Linked DNA regions of Mus musculus: region 2 is linked to region 1. A link is a contact called in public HiChIP or PLAC-seq data. All regions are on one chromosome and are shown on one strand. The core of a region is the stretch at or near the end of the contact, and the rest is flanking DNA. Distances in the headings are between cores, read along the strand shown. Region 1 has its middle 31 kb from the start of Gm52796. Region 2 holds the start of Tecpr1 (tectonin beta-propeller repeat containing 1).

What was found. HiChIP or PLAC-seq counts read pairs in DNA pulled down with a chosen protein or histone mark.
Region 2: a contact with region 1 is called in an H3K4me3 HiChIP or PLAC-seq map of forebrain, with 7 times the contacts expected there. The contact joins the promoter of Tecpr1 here to the enhancer-like site in region 1. A contact is called at or near these places in 3 of 39 promoter capture datasets (embryonic stem cells, hippocampal neurons and liver) and 6 of 115 datasets of contacts at active chromatin or transcription factors (the 230-238 cell line, embryonic basal ganglia, embryonic stem cells and 2 more).

The regions. Positions count from the first base shown.
Region 1 is chr5:144,702,333-144,705,074 of GRCm38.p6, forward strand. No RefSeq gene overlaps it. Among named protein-coding and RNA genes, the nearest start is that of Gm52796, 31 kb to the left of the region's middle. Within about 2 kb of position 1,394, at least 17 of the 459 cell types and tissues checked have an H3K27ac peak or open chromatin away from gene starts, as enhancers often do. A contact at or near this core is called in embryonic basal ganglia and forebrain, where this site is marked.
Region 2 is chr5:144,222,287-144,225,028 of GRCm38.p6, forward strand. It overlaps Tecpr1 (tectonin beta-propeller repeat containing 1), which reads right to left and starts at 1,329. Exons shown (of 25, transcript NM_027410.2): 1 at 1,209-1,329.

The DNA.
Region 1 (2,742 bases), core at 144-2,643:
CAGTCCATGAGACTAGATGTCTAATCTGGTGCTGGAGTCCTGGGGAAGGCTTCAGAGCTTCTGGACTGTAATCTGCATTGGGATCCCGAAGAAGTCGATCTTTACACCAGTAAAAGAATGCCTCAGCAACAGGATGGGTGGACTTGCCAGCAAGAGTGAGAAGAAGCAGGCAAAAGGCAAAAAAGCTTCCTTCTTCCATGTCCTTTATGTGGGGATGCCACCAGAAGGGGTGGCCCAGATTTAGGATGGGTCTTCCTACCTCAAATGATTTAATCAAGAAAATTCTTCACAGATGGGCCTGGCAGCTTGAGTTTGAGTTGACTTCAGTCAAGTTATCAGCCATAACACTTGCCCTCATCTTTGTCTTTTCCCTCCTCCTCCTCCTCCTCCTCCTCCTCCTCCTCCTCCTCCTCCTCCCCCTCCTCCTCCTCCTCCTCCTCCTCCTCCTCCTCCTCCTCCTCCTCCTCCTTTTCCTCTCCAGCAACAGTACAGACTGCTTGGGACAGCTTGTGAGGACATCCTTGACAAACCAGGTTGGATTTGTGACCTATTAATCACCATCTAGGACTGGTTGTACACACCTATAATTCCAGAACCTGAGAGGCTGGGGTGGAGGATTTCAAATTTAACCTGGGAACTTCAGTAAGATTTTGTTTCAAGTTAACAAACTAACAAACAAACAAAAACATTGGAACGGTTCAAAGTGCCTGGGATTGAACCTAGCATGATAGGCAGGGGCTCTACCACTGAGCCACGCCCCCAGCCCCTCACTGGGGGATTCTAGGCAGGGGCTCTACCACTGAGCCACGCCCCCAGGCCCTCACTGGGGGATCCTAGGCAGGGGCTCTACCACTGAGCCACGCCCCCAGCCCCTCACTGGGGGATCCTAGGCAGGGGCTCTACCACTGAGCCACGCCCCCAGCCCCTCACTGGGGGATTCTAGGCAGGGGCTCTACCACTGAGCCACGCACCAGCCCCTCACTGGGGGATTCTAGGCAGGGGCTCTACCACTGAGCCATGTCCCAGCTCTCTTGCATCCTCTTGCTTCAACCTCCCATGTTGCTGGGATGAGAGACCTGTATCACCAGTTCCTGCAGCAGAGTGCCTAGAGTTCCATTCCTGAAGAATAACCCCTCCTTCCTCTACCCCAAGACTACCTCTTGACCATGGACTTGGCCGGCGGGGAGTGAAGCCTCATCGAGAGTGGACAGAGCCTCTACCATCCATCCTCACCGTCTGGGACCGAGCTGATTCTCCTTGGCCAAGAGAAGAAGGCTCACATCAAGTTAGCAGATTCCTTAATTAGAGCCAGACGGTTCCCAGCTGTATTCCTCCACCCCAACCTGGGTGGCCTCCCGCTAGAAGAGGAGCCGACATTGTTGTGTTTATGCTTATGAGGCGGATCTGCTGGAAGAGAGCATTCTAAATGAGATTACATCTTATACATGTTTAATGTACTGTTCCCGCCATTTAAAATGCAGCTCTATTAAAAATAGCAGGGAGGGGGGGAATTGACTCACGGAGCTGGGTGTGGAGAGAATAGATCAGCAGTGAAATGAATAATATATTAACAGAAGAATGCTGTTGCTTTTCATATTAATCGTATAAATCACGGGATTCTTGAGCTGTCAGCAGAAGTTAAGGAGGAGGAGAAAGCCGACTTCTGATTTCACAGCTGGGGAAAGACAGAGGCTGGTGAAGCATGGGCGCCAGATGCATGGTGATCACACTGGTTACAAGATGGGTGTTCTGGGCATGATAATGATGCTGCCAAGGGTCTGGGACTTCCCTCAGGGCAGTGCTGTTACCGTAGGAGGGCAGCAGCTCAGCCCCTGCCTGTATCCCTTACTAATGCTAACTGCTTACTGTGAGCATAAGAAAGATGAATGGGACTCGGTCCCCGCTGTAGGCCAAGGAGACAGACGTTAACACAGATGGTTGCACAGCAATGTGCAACCAGGCAGAACAGAGGCCTTCCCAAGAAAAGCAGGTGGGCATCCCCAAATGTCAAGTGTCCTCTACCCCTGTCGATCTCTCTCTCTCTCTCTCTCTCTCTCTCTCTCTCTCTCTCTCTCTCTCTCTCTCTCTCTCTCGTGGTTGGTTTTTTTGTAACCCCTGCACTTAGGTGAAGAGGCAGGGTTTCAAGGCCATCCTCAGCTACACCGTGAGTTCAGGACCACCCAATGCTATGTGAGAACCTGTCTCAAAAAGAAGTCCCCTGTCAATATGGGACTGGAGAGATATGTCAGCAGTTAAGAGCATCATTGGCTGCTCTTCCAGAGGACCAGGGTTCAATTCCTAGCCCCCACATGGCAGCTCACAGCTGTCTGTTCCAGAGGATCTGGAACCTTCACAGAGACATACATGCAGGCAAAATACGAATGCACATAAAATAAGAATAAATAAATCATTAAAAAGATGTTAAAAAAAACAACATACACGTGCACACATACACATTACACACACACACACATACACACACACACACACACACACACACATGCGAAGCAATATTAAAGGTCTGGAGAGTTGTCTCCATGGAGAAGAGCAGACATTGCTCATCCAGAAGACCCAAGTCACCCAAGTTTGATTCCCAGCACCCAGATTGGATGGCTCCTAACTGCCCATAACTGTAGCTCCAAGGGACCTGACCCCATGGCTGTCCATCCAGCCCCACCCAGGCATCCTCCCATGTCTGCCTCCCCACTGCAGGGATTGCAAGCATGTACCACCACACACAGA
Region 2 (2,742 bases), core at 79-2,578, 480 kb before region 1:
ACAATGGCACTTGCTTATAACCCTAGAGCTGAAGAGGTGGATGGATCCCTGGGGTTTCCTGGTTGGTTAGCCTAGCCTAATTAGTGGGCCCCGGGCTAGTGAGAAATCCCAGCTTTAAAAAAACAAAGTGGATGGTGCAGGTTGACCTCTGACTTCCACAGCCGCTTGTGCATCTGCACACACAAAGAAATTAAAAACAAAAACAACAGCAACAACAAGAAAACAGGGCTGGAGAAATGGCTCAGTGGTTAAGAGCACTGACTGCTCTTCCGAAGGTCCTGAATTCAAAATCCCAGCAACCACATGGTGGCTCACAACCATCTGTACAGCTACAGTGTACTCATATACATAAAAACAAACAAACAAACAAACAAACAAACAAAAAGCAGAGCAAGCAGTGGGCAGTAGATGCTCTTGAGGCCACAACACAGCACACAGAAGCCACAAAACGTTTACTTCTGCGGAATCTGTCTTCAGGCTGCAAGACTTCTTCTGGTTTTTCTATTACACCCTCACTCCTGTCTGATGTGCACTGGCTATTAAAGTTGTTTCCTGGCTGCCAAGCGCAGGGACCACTCCAAGGTGATGTTAGGGTTAAAAAAGAAGACAGGAAATATCAGAGCTTGTATGGGAGTGGGGGCCCTTCCTGGAGAGTAAATAGAGTCGGGCCCAGCCCCAGCCGGCAGGAAGCGACCTGGCTTTGATCCCAGTTCCTGCACTTGGGCGACAGGTGGGTCCCCTGCACTGTCACCAGGAGCATATGTCGGAGCTGTAGGGCTGTGACCATCTGCCTACACTAATCCTAAAGCAAGCAGATTTGCTCCCAACGTCAAGGGAGAAGAAAGGCTACAGACAGGCTCCTGGATGTTCCATTTCTCTAAAATCATGCAGGCTCGGCGATCGGCGTCTTCAAATCTCTGCAGTCCTAAGGCTGCAAAGGCTGCAATGGGGGTCATGCTATGAAGCGGGTTCACGAGCAGACATTTAGGGGTTCCAAAGCAGGGGTAGGGGTGGTGCCCTGTAGGTGTGCAGCAGAGAACACAAGTACAGTCCCCTCTCCCTCCCTCGATCGTCCCAGTTAACGCAGCCAATGGAGGAGAGGGATCGGAAAACTGGGAGCACCTCTGCTCTGTGCCACCCAAATAACATCGATCGGAGTCTCCACGGCCCTTGTCACCGATGTTACGGGGACATCGCGCCGCACTTACCTGTGCCCACGCCCGGTGGGGCGGGTTCCCAGCGGAGGCTTCTGTACTCCTCGGTTTTAGCTACAGTCCGGCCCTCCCCCGGCCTCAGGCTAGAGGGCGGGCCGGAAGCAATAATCAACTCAGCGTTGATCGGCCAGATTCGGAGTGACGCAACTGCCTGGAAGCTCACGATTGGCTGCTGCGCTCAGCCGCAATTTCTCCGGCTCGGGGTGGCGCGCGTGCGCACTCTCGAGGTCGCGCCGGGTCCCGCTAGCCAGCGGCGCTCTGTGCTAGTCGGGAGGAAAGGAGCGGGTTGCTACGTCCCCTCTCAGGACTCCGCGGGTCCCAGCGCGTCCTCACATGCCTGCTTCCTGCGCTCCAACCTTCTCCGGCACGTCCCTCCTTCTTGCCTGAAGCACTTCTCGTCTACACCGGCCTGCACCGCTCCCGAAGCGGAGTCAGGTTTTTTCAGGGTTGGATTTCTTTAGTTGACACAGGAGTCTGTTTTCCAGCCTTCATAAGAAAGGATAGTCGTCATTTCTAATTCTTCATTTCTTGTTTAAAGATTTATTTATTCTTATGTGCCTTGTGCAGTTTGCCTTCTTTTGCCTGCATTCATGTCCGTGTGACGTTGTCAGATCCCCTGGTACTGGAGTCACAGTTGTGAGCTCCCATGTGGATGCTGGGTATTGACACCGGGTCCCCGGGTTAGTGCTCTTAACTGCTGAGCCATCTCTCTAGCCTCTTATTAACTTTTTAGTTTTTAAAAAAATATTTATTTGTATGTGTGTTCCTGTGTGCACGTGCGCAATGCGCTAGGTGCAGAGATCAGAGGACAGCTTTCTAAAGTTGGTTTTTTTCCTACCACCGTGTGGGTCCCAGGGTTCGAACTCAGTACTTCAGGCTTCTCAGCCTTTACCTACTGAGCCACCTCACCGGTAAATTCTGTATTATTTTTTTTAATTAGTGTGTTTTAGATTTTGATTTGTTTATGTGTGAGAGTATAAGCAGATGTATGTGTTGTGTGTAGGGGTGTGTGTACCTGTATATAACCCACACAGGCCTGAAGAGGGCATCCACCGGGTGCTCTCTGCTGCTATTCTGCCTGTTCTGAGGCAAGGTTGCCTACTGTCTTCATTAGGCTGGAATCCAGCAACCCCCTGACACCCCCTGGTTTCTGCTCACCTTGGGGTTAAGGTTAAGTCATTTGCAGGGACACCTGGTGTGTTAAGAGGACGCTGGATCTGATTCTGGTCCTCACTGCAGAGCAGGTGTTCTTAATGTCTGAGCCATCTCTCCAGCCCCTCGTTAGTTTTAGGGGGTCTTTTTTTTTTCTCTCCTTACAACATTTATTTAGTGTATGTGTGTCTGTCTCTCTGTCTTTGGTCAGAGGACAACTTATTGGAATTGGTTGTCTAGTTCTATTGTGAAGCGAGAATCCATATTCAATTGAGTTCAGGTTTTCAGGTGAGTGTCTTTACCCTCTGAGCCATCTTGCTGACTTGCCTGGTTGGTTGGTTGGTTTGACACAGGGTCTCACTGAATTACTCAAGCT